2 separate regions of the Nothobranchius furzeri genome follow, and region 1 is linked to region 2. A link is a contact called in public Micro-C data. All regions are on one chromosome and are shown on one strand. The core of a region is the stretch at or near the end of the contact, and the rest is flanking DNA. Distances in the headings are between cores, read along the strand shown.

Evidence for each region. A called contact is a pair of places that touch in the nucleus more often than the background predicts.
Region 1: a contact with region 2 is called in a Micro-C map of tail fin, with 15 times the contacts expected there. The contact joins two enhancer-like sites. A contact is called at or near these places in 2 of 2 Hi-C or Micro-C datasets (skeletal muscle and tail fin).

The regions. Positions count from the first base shown.
Region 1 is chr16:30,491,560-30,496,455 of NfurGRZ-RIMD1, forward strand. No RefSeq gene overlaps it. Among protein-coding and RNA genes, the nearest start is that of dlx4b, 51 kb to the right of the region's middle. Within about 2 kb of position 3,247, at least 2 of the 3 cell types and tissues checked have an H3K27ac peak or open chromatin away from gene starts, as enhancers often do. A contact at or near this core is called in tail fin, where this site is marked.
Region 2 is chr16:30,442,157-30,447,333 of NfurGRZ-RIMD1, forward strand. No RefSeq gene overlaps it. Among protein-coding and RNA genes, the nearest start is that of LOC139063487, 10 kb to the left of the region's middle. Within about 2 kb of position 1,590, at least 1 of the 3 cell types and tissues checked has an H3K27ac peak or open chromatin away from gene starts, as enhancers often do. A contact at or near this core is called in tail fin, where this site is marked.

The sequences.
Region 1 (4,896 bases), core at 1,997-4,496, 51 kb after region 2:
GCTAGAAGCTAACCATTAGCAATAGCAACTCCACAACACTGTTAAGCACATTTGGGCTTGTCTTATGGTGCGTTCCATTTGTCCTCGGAACTTGCTTCTCCAAGATAAGTTAGCCTGAAATGATGCAATGAACTCAGAATTAGGAGGTGCGAGCTCGTAGATTTCAGAGGACCCCGAGATCAAAAAGTTTAAAGATGGCTGCGCTTAGTGCTACCAGGAAGTAGTTGTCTTTATTTTTTCTCCTTTATCGACACATTCTCACACCCGAAGCAGCTGACACTGGCAAAGGGTGATCAAGCCTTTGTTTAGCGCTTTTCAACGCCCGCGGTAAAGCGGAAATTTTAGCGAATTGTGACCTTTACCCTATTGCCATTTAAACTTCCCCTCAACCCCATCCTAACCTTAACCCACTTGCACATGCAAAACTTTTGTTTCTTGTTGTATCATTCCTCTCAAACATGGTTAATGGGACATGTAGAAAGAGAAATTGGGTTAAGGTTAGGATGGGGGAGAGGGGAAGGTTAAATTGCTAAAGGCTAGAGGTAAAATGTTGGTAAAACTTCCGTTTTACCTCGGGTGTCGGAAAGCGATGCTCTGGCGCAGCACGTTGCCTCCCGCTTGGTCACCCTTCGTCAGTTTCAGCTGCTACCAATGTGAGAATGTGTTGCATTTTATATTCTGTTTTTTTTTTCTTTTGCTATTTAACAGCACTGGTAAGTTGTTAATAGTTGTTATCCATAGTTACGTTGTTGAAAAAATTAATATTGCCACCAAAATTGACAGGTGTTTATGGTTTTTATATTTTCTGGCGTTGATGTGACAGGGTGAGTGTCACTGTATCCCGATTGATCATGCGCCCTGGCTACTTGGCCAAGGGGATGTCCCTTTGGCTGACTTTGGCGCATGACTTTCACCTGGGAGTCTGGGGATTGGATCTTGCTCGGGTCCTCGTTCCTCCACCTGGCCACATTTATATGTTTACATTTGATGTGTAATTTTTTTTACTGGTTGTATTTGGCAACTGTCGAAGGGTGTGTGTGTCACTATTATTTAGATGCGGAGAATACATGGCTTAGTACTCAACAACACTAGAAGCATCCATTTTTTCCAGTTTGGAAGCTGTAACACAAAACAAGCCCTTTCTGTCATTTCCTGCTTGGAAATTCAGAGTTCCGAGGAAGACTGGAACGCAAAATTATTTCTGGAGATAGCACATCAACATTACAATTGTTACCTAGTGGAGGGGTTGTGTTGCTGTTAGCGTGTTAGTAGTGATGCATTAGCATAATTTACAATGAATGAATAAGCCTAGTAATCCTGACCCACTAAACTCACGTGTGGATATGCTCAAACGAGCTGTTAGCTTGTCAGTCTGGTCAGATCATTTCCCCAAAGAGAATTCAAATGATCCTTTTTTTAGTTGTTTTCTGAATGTTATATGTTAAAGTGTACAAAATGGGTTTTATTTGTCAAACTATTAATAATTTTGCAGACATAGTGTAATATTTCCCGTGGGTGGGTTCAGCATAATGTAGACGGTCCAATTCATTTGTTACTGAGAATGCTTTTACTAGCTGATTTTTTCTTAAAACAAGAGAATGTAATCATATTAACCCTTTGATGCATAATGGTCAGTACAGTGGAGAGGTACTCAAAATTGTTATTTCTTTATTTTTGCTATTAAGCACAGCTGTTGAAGACTTTATTGCATTTGAACCCCTCCATTTGGACTTCAGTAAGTCAAGCCAACATATTTCATGTTCAGAATGCACGCTGTCCACTGAGATGGACATGTAATAAATTATTAGTAAATTAACAAAATATTACAAAAATATTTGTTGAAATTTCACACCTAAAGATGAGTGAAAAAAATTGTTTAAAAAATCATGATTGAAGATCTCATAATTCATGCATCAGAGGGTTAAAGAATATTTACCTTATTATAAGTAGAACTTTTTTCATGTTATACAATGACTAAGACAAAATATCTAAAAACAATGCCTTTTTACTTCCTTGAAAGTCAGTTTTTGCACTGAGAAGCCATCTCCAGATAAACTCTGCTTGGCCGGAAAGTAAAGAAAGCGGCAAGTGGATAAAGAAATTGCTGAACATCAGTCACCGTCAGTGCAGCAGAGCACTGCCATTCATGGTGGCAGTGGATGGTGGTGGTGGTGGTGGTGGTGGTGGGGTGGGGGTGGGGGTGGGGGGTTGAAAAAGACACGCTCTCTTGTTTTCAAGAACTTACAAAGTACTGCTAGGCCAGAGGTGTTAGAGGAACTAATGGATGGAGTTGAAGGGGTTTCTGTATGGTCATGAATTATTGAATATGATCAGGTTTCCACCATTGTTGCATACATACAAATTCTCGGGTGCAGCGAAGCGGGACCTTGGTTCTTCTTGCACAGTGGAAAGAAAACCAACACCAGTAATCTCTACATGGTGTAGCGCAGTCGAGGATCAAGCTGCTCGAATGGCTTCTTCAATTGAGTCTCAACACACGCTAATAAGGTGTGTTAAAGGGTCTGCAGCTCAGTTTGGAAATTCTCAAACAAACAGAAAACTTTAGGCCACTGAGCTGCTGCCTCATGGTTCTATCGCTAATCTGGGTCGGGGTTCTTTAGGATTGTGTAAAGGAACCCCACTGAGATTGACAGGTGGTGTTATGGAGAGTTTTCTGGAGACTGCAACATGCTTCGGGCCAAAACAGGAAAATGATAACAGTGACAAAGATGTTTCCCTGAGGGGGAAACGTTACAGAAGAAAGCTGTAAGAAAAAAATGCCCCCCCCCCCCCCCCCCCCCCCCCAAAATATATATTTTTTAACAATTTTGTAAGAAATGTCATCATGATAGGTTGGTTGATTGGTTGAACAGTTTTGGGAATGTAATGAGCAGCTTGAATCCCCTTGAGAAGTGCTCTTCAGTCTTCCAAATCACACCAGAAACTCACACAAGTTTCTACAAACAGACAACAGCAGCACAAATTAGATTTTTAGGGACTCACATGCTAGAATGCAGAACGTTTATTAATATTTTGATTTGATTTTATAGCTGTTTCAAACCTCGTCTGTGTTTGCTCATTATGTGAAGACCGTTTAGGGTCTGGATGTACTCCCTCCAGGGCGCTTTGGAAAATTCCCGACCATCCTATGCATTTCCTTGACTGTGACGTCATGTTCTCTACCTACTTTTATTGCCCAGAACCCAGCAAACCGTGTAACCTCACCTAGTGTGAACACTGGGTGGCAGTGTTGAGCCAGAGTGGAGATGAAGATGGAGGTGGGAGGAGGGCTCATCTGTAGTTTCATGCTTAGATTGTACAGCATGTCCTCCACAGGCTGGATTCATGTCACCGTTAACAACGAAGTAGTGAAATCCTAATATTTTATTTTTTACTCCAACCTGTCCGATCCAGATGTAAATACAGTCAGCATGCATGCAGCCCCACAAACTACCTTTGACTGTTTTGCTCCCTTATGAGTGACTGAAAGCTCTGCGTGTAGCTTCTGGGTCTGAAGGACCTACCTTTCACCAGCTCAGGCTCGGAGGAGAAAGGCCCTGTCTCTTCTTTTCTAACAGCGATAAGACAACAAGAAGATACTTCCAAGGGAACATTGTTTTAGTGGTCAGATGATCACTGCTGATAGAGTGACCTGCTCTGGATTCACAAGCGTTGATAGCAGCTGTCTGCGCTCGTTTGATGGATGGATGTCCTTAAAACTCCCAGTGAATTGATCATTTTGTCTAAAACAAAGTATTTGTCCAATTTATGAATTTGTTTTGATTTAGAGTCACTACATGCATAATATATGACATAACACCTATAAAAATATTTAAACCCTTTGTAAACTGTTCTGTCTCACGCACGCTGCCAAGCTCCCCTTAATGGCCCTTTGTTCAACCTGCAGGCTTACAGGTCAGAGGTCAACTGCACCTGAGGCTGATTCCCACAAACAAAAGCTTTGTGTTTACTGCAGCAAGTGACCACTTCCCCGTGTCCTGAGAGGTCTAAAAAAGAAAAGATAACAGGACAAAAATGTATACTAATTAGCTGGCTCTTTGTTTTTAGGCTTTGGAATTTTTGCATAATGTCAAAGTAAAAATTTTAAATGGTTTAGATCTGCTCTCTTTAGGAAGAGTGCTAAAGAGAAATAGGATGCAAAGAACTAAAGTGATATTAAATAAACAAACATTGAGCTCAAGATGTCTGCAAAGTCTGGAGATGTAAGGAAAAGAGAACTCACCCTGGTGGAATTTGGCTCCGGAGGTTTAAAATGAAGCTGAAGTACTTATTTGATATGATGTCATTGCTGATGGCTTGCACTTGGACTGTACCACCATGATGCATCATGTCATATCAGGGGAAGCATTAGTTCAAGTGGTTGAGCAGGTTGTCCTGTAATCGGAAGGCTGCAGGTTCAATCCCAGTTCCGTTTGACACTTAACCCACCTTACGTACTGGTGGTGGTCGGAGAGACCGGTGACGCCTGTAGTGTAAAGCGCTTTGGAGTCCTCTGACTCTGAAAGGTGCTATACAAGTGCAGGTCATTTATCATATCCCAAACAAAACCAGGGAAGAGCTATGCAAGTGACTCCACAAGCTGCAGAAAATTAGGACAATTTATCTATAAGCTAAAAAAAAGGGTTTAAAAAATTCATAAGGATCAACGGGATCTGGAGCCAGAAATGTGGATTAGCATGAACATCGTTTTTTATTCTAAATATTTAGAGTTTAAATCACATCAATTCTCATTTATTATTAATTAACTTGAATCATTTGCAGGGAAAACCATCTACATGCTTATTTTTATGTATGTTGGTAGTCTGCAAAGTGGTTCCATTTTTCCTAAAAGTGGAACGCGTGCCCTCAAAGCAAAAGTCAGCAGACAAAAATACT
Region 2 (5,177 bases), core at 340-2,839:
TTATTTAAGTTGGTCTTTCTGCTTAACTAGCACATTCAAAAGTTAAATAAAGAAATGTGCATGTTTTGTTTTCAGCAGTGTCACACATGGAGTGAATTGTGGTTAATTTTTGTGGTCTGCTTTAGTTGATTTTTTTGTGCCAACATGCAATACTTTACCACCTCAAACATATGTGTTTATTTGTTGTTAAAGTCGAACTCAATCCTCCCCATTTGTAGTTGAAAACATGTTTGTGGTGAAATGATAAATTAGCAAAGCCACAGGCTACGATAGAGAAATTCAGAACACATTGGAGGACTTTTGGTAAAAGTTTCAAAATGCTTTTTAACACATCATGAAAAAACTGATTTTCTCCTCTTATGGTATCTTAGCACGACGACATAAGTACTTATGAGGTACGCACTTGTAAAAATGCAAACAAAACAGATTTGCTCCATTTCGTTTTTACAGAAATAAACCAAATCAACATACACACTTTGTTGCTGAGTTTAGATGATAGTTCAGTTATTCCGAGATCTGTAAAAAGTTCTGATTATTTTGATGAGCTAACAGCTAATCCATTTGGACCAAAATGTTCTTCCTGATCGTCACAAAACACTTTTTTATTAAACATCTTCACCATCTCCAGGCTTCAGGTTGTCCTGAAGGTTTTAGGTGCTGCTACTCGGTCTGCTTTCATGTTTTTCATTACTTCATTCAGTGTAAAATCATGTAATGCAAATTTAATCACATTGCAAAATGTTTTTAAAATATGTATTACAGAAACCACAACTTTTCTGAGACTGGAGTTGTTTATAGATGCTTGTTTTGGATCTGGCTCTCCTCTTAACACCTTTGGACACATTTATTATATCTGCACTGAGCTTTATTAACAATCCTGGACGACTTTTGTATTATACATTAGTTTAGAAATCATATTTTGTGTAATACGTTTGCACCTACAAGATCAACAGCTTAATGTTAGTTTTTTTCCCCCCACAAACTGTAAAATAAAAATTGTCCTTTTAGAGTTTTGTGACAGACCTAATCCACACAGCAAAGTTTTACGATTACACTTTGCCTGAATTTCTCCGAAGTCTCTTGTTCCTCAAGTTGTTTTCCCCGTTTGGTTCCCTGTGGTACTTTAGTGTGGTTTCTCCAGAGAAAGGCATAAATTGGACTCCCCAAGGCTCTCTCAGAATGAAATACTGCTGTCTGCCTTTGCATGCTCAGACTGGGGGCTTCAGGCTGGTACTGTGGCCGTCCTGTCTCAGCAGATCCCAGAGACTGGCTGTTGTCATGGGACTGGCTGAGCCACAAGCAGCCCGAGATGTTCGAGTCACCACTACAGCTCAGAAACTGCAGGTGCGTGAAAAAGCTCGTTGGCCGCGTCTTTCTCTGAAAGTAAGGAGCTGATGAAGCAGTCCACCACCTGCAAACACACCCCACACACACACACCCTGGCATGTTTTATTTTGAAAGGTGAGGTCAGGTAATTCACCGGACTTTCCTGAAATAACAACATTCTTTCCTAGGAAGTTCTAAACAGCTTCTGCGTAGCTTTGAAACAATTGTGTGTTCTAATTGGTGCAGTCATTAAGTAGCATCACAAGTAACTCTGTGTGCTTGGTTCTAATCACAACCAATTACTAAATATGAATTATCAGTCAGGTATGCAGGCCAAGAACACTGTAAAAATTAGTTTACAGGTTTTTCACAGGACAGGTAAATATATCACACTTCCTTGTAACACCCGTTCCTCTAAAGAACAGAGGTCCATTTAGTCAGTCGTGTGTTCTTTAAAAAAATAGATATAATATGATTTTATAAATAACTTTTCTTCATTTAGATGTATTTTTTTCCTGGATTTGATACATCAAATGCGACACTGTTCATGTTGGATGTATAAATGTACCGCATCAGTGTGTATCATCAGTAATATGCAATAAATGCGTTATTTTACTTCCTGTTTCTATTAATTTAAACAGGAATAACATAATCAAAAGTACAAGAGCTATGTTAATGTTGCGAGTGGTTTGCTCTTATACATGGCTTTATGGGACGAGTGCTTTCAAGACATTTTGCTACCAGTGAAAACAAAACTAATCTATATTTGTTCTTCACAAAAACAGAACAAAATAGCTGTCCTTTTATTAAAAACCAAACTCTCAAGTGTTATTTTTCTAAATGACAACAAACCTGCAGAATGAAAAATCACCCACAGCTGACTTATATGAGAGGACATCATGAAGCTAAACTGGAAGCTTTAGTTTGCAGGAAGTTAATATTACAACAACTAATATTTAACTACACAAACTGGGTAACAACCAACACCTACAGTCAATAAACACCAGCTGTGGTTGAATAATGTGGCTTTTCAGGCAAGCTAGCTTTCCTCTCGCTGCAAAGCAACAGTGCCACCATGCCACCCCGAGCCTTACTTACTTATTCTTCACAAAAGCCACCACAGATCTAAATATGGAATCATGAGCTTTATGAGTGACTGAATGAATAATCCTTTCACTTCCATCAAATTGGAGAATTTGTCACTGATAGCCATTGAGTTTGTATCATACGTGCAGCTACAGCATTAGAGTAAAATGATGATAATCAATCGTTCCAGCATAGACTCCCAGCCAGCATGCATAGCTGGGCCCCTTATGGATATATATGGGCACCCCGTATGGATGCCAACAGGGTCTGTCCGTGGCTTCTATGGTGGCCCTACAGGGATTTGCCCACACATGTATGAGTCATACCGTCTGGAACCATCTGATGGACAAAAATCAATGTGAGTAAAATCCCTGTGGAGCCATCATGGAACCTGCGGACAAACCCTGTTGGCACCCATATTGTTTGTCCATATATATCCATAAGGAGCCCACCTGTTAAATAAAAAACAGCCAACATTCAGAATATACTCAACATTTCCCATGATGCTAATTCAGTGTGGAGAAGAGAGGATCTCATCCCGAATATCAACACATAAAAACGGCCCCACGCTGCTCAACTAGTGTTTCTAATTAGAATTTCTCCTGATTGTGGACTGACCAGCCCATTCATAGTTAATGCTCTTCTTTTGTGAACTTTAATTTCACCTTGGGACGAGAAGACTGATGCTTGAAAGCGCTAAAAATAAAACTTTATTTGTGCTTTTTCTCAATTAGAAAGTAAAAGATTCTCACTTGTTCATTTGACGCTGAGACAGACCATTGCTGCTGCGCTCTACTGCAGAGTTTTAGTCTTTAAGGTGAAAATTATAATTATTCTGCTAAATAAACACCATAAAAACAGATATGTGAAGCATGGCTGAGAAAAAAAAAGTCTAAGGCTTAGCGGTAATTTATGATATTTTGAAAACATTTTAAAAGATACTGTCACTTTTACAGGCTTTATAATGATTTTATTAGTTGTTTGTAGTGAATTATTTGAGTTGGTTTTGCTTGTTTGATGGGACTACAATTTGAAATTAGCATTTCACAAAAATTGGTGTATTTATGGCAACATTGTACATCCATGCACTTTCCCATGCAAATAAACAAATACAAAAGATGCTAGAAAAGCAGTAAAATAAAATTAAACATTTCATCTTAGTTTCATATTTAAAACAATCAAACCACAATTTTGAGTAGCAAACATACTCATATTTTATTTTTTTCCCACCAGATTAACCATTTTAGAGCTTTCAGAGTAATCCAGCATTCCCAGTCATAACTATAATATGGATCTTGACATGAATGGTATTTCCAAAAGGAGAACCAGTAATTGTGGTAACTCTGACAACTGTTAACACAGCATGTGTGTTCAGATTGAAAATCCACACATAAGAGTGATGTCCATGTAAGGTTTATTAAAACAGTGGATGATATAATTGTTGTTTTGTCTTTTTCCCTCTGAAGTGCTCATCGGTTGCCTCTTAGGTCAGTACCCACGAGTCCCAGGAGGCCCGTAATTAGGTCCTGTTACCGATGTTCTTGTTTGCTGTGCTCTTGTGGCTTCTTCAACACTCTCTCCTTATGACAAGGCCTCTTTTGGTCAGATGTGCTTACTTTGTCCAAGAGCCAATCACCAACTTATTTTCAAAGCCTCAGAGGTTCAAAAGCCAAGTGCATAATTGCTCCTTAAATCAATCTGCAAATTTGGCGGTATCTGTGCAGCAAACAGTTGGCCTGGAATCGTTTATTCGCAAAAAGGAAGGCCATCCTTAGCGCGTACTTAGAGTCACAGAGAATGTTGCAGTGTCCTGGAGAACATTACATAGGAATTAGGAGCGATCAGTTCAATTATATGCTTGTGGTCTCCATACATTTAGCTTGAGGTAAATTAGTACCATTCACTCAACCTTTCTGGGTATCACTGTGTTCCTGTTGTTCTGATGTGTGTGTGTGTGTGTGTGTGTGTGTGTGTGTGTGTGTGTGTGTGTGTGTGTGTGTGTGTGTGTGTGTGTGTGTGAGAGAGAGAGAGAGAGATACAGAGACAGTCAGCGCTAGGAGACAGCATGGTTGCAGCAATGGGACTTAAAAAACAGGCAGGACTCATTTTTGTCTCTTCACCTTAATAACAGTTCCTTTACACACACACACACACACACACACACACACACACACACACACACACACACACACACACACACACACACACACACACACACCCCTCTTTCCCTTTTGGATTTCTGTCCATCTTTTTCCTCCTTCCCTTCCTCCTCTCTCTCTCTCTCTCTCTCTCTCTCTCTCTCCCTCTCTCTCTCTCTCTCTCTCTCTCTCACTGTCTCTGTCTCTCCACTCCTCCCACTCCTTCTCCTTCTCTCCCTGCTGTATTTGCAGTCAGCTTTAGTGCCAGACACCCTGAGGCAGCGGTAGCGCCAGCAAGTCTTCCCACCTCTGTTTTTGTGGTAGAAGATGACATGTCAAAGCTTTGAAGGGCAAGAGAGGGGAGGGAGAAGGGGGAGGGAACGGGAAGGGAGGGTGGGAGCACATCACTCGGTGTAGAGAAAAAGCGAGGGATGCAGAGTGAATGTCATGTGGCCTGCAGTCCGCCCAGATACTCTCTTCCCTGTCTCTCCTTCTTTGGCTGTCTATGTGGGCAGGCAGGAATGGCGACAGGAAGCACCCCCCCCCCTCCTTCTTCTTCCATTCATCCCCTTCTGCCTTCCTTCAGCTCTTCACTCACTCACCATCCAGAAGTCTTACCCCCACCCT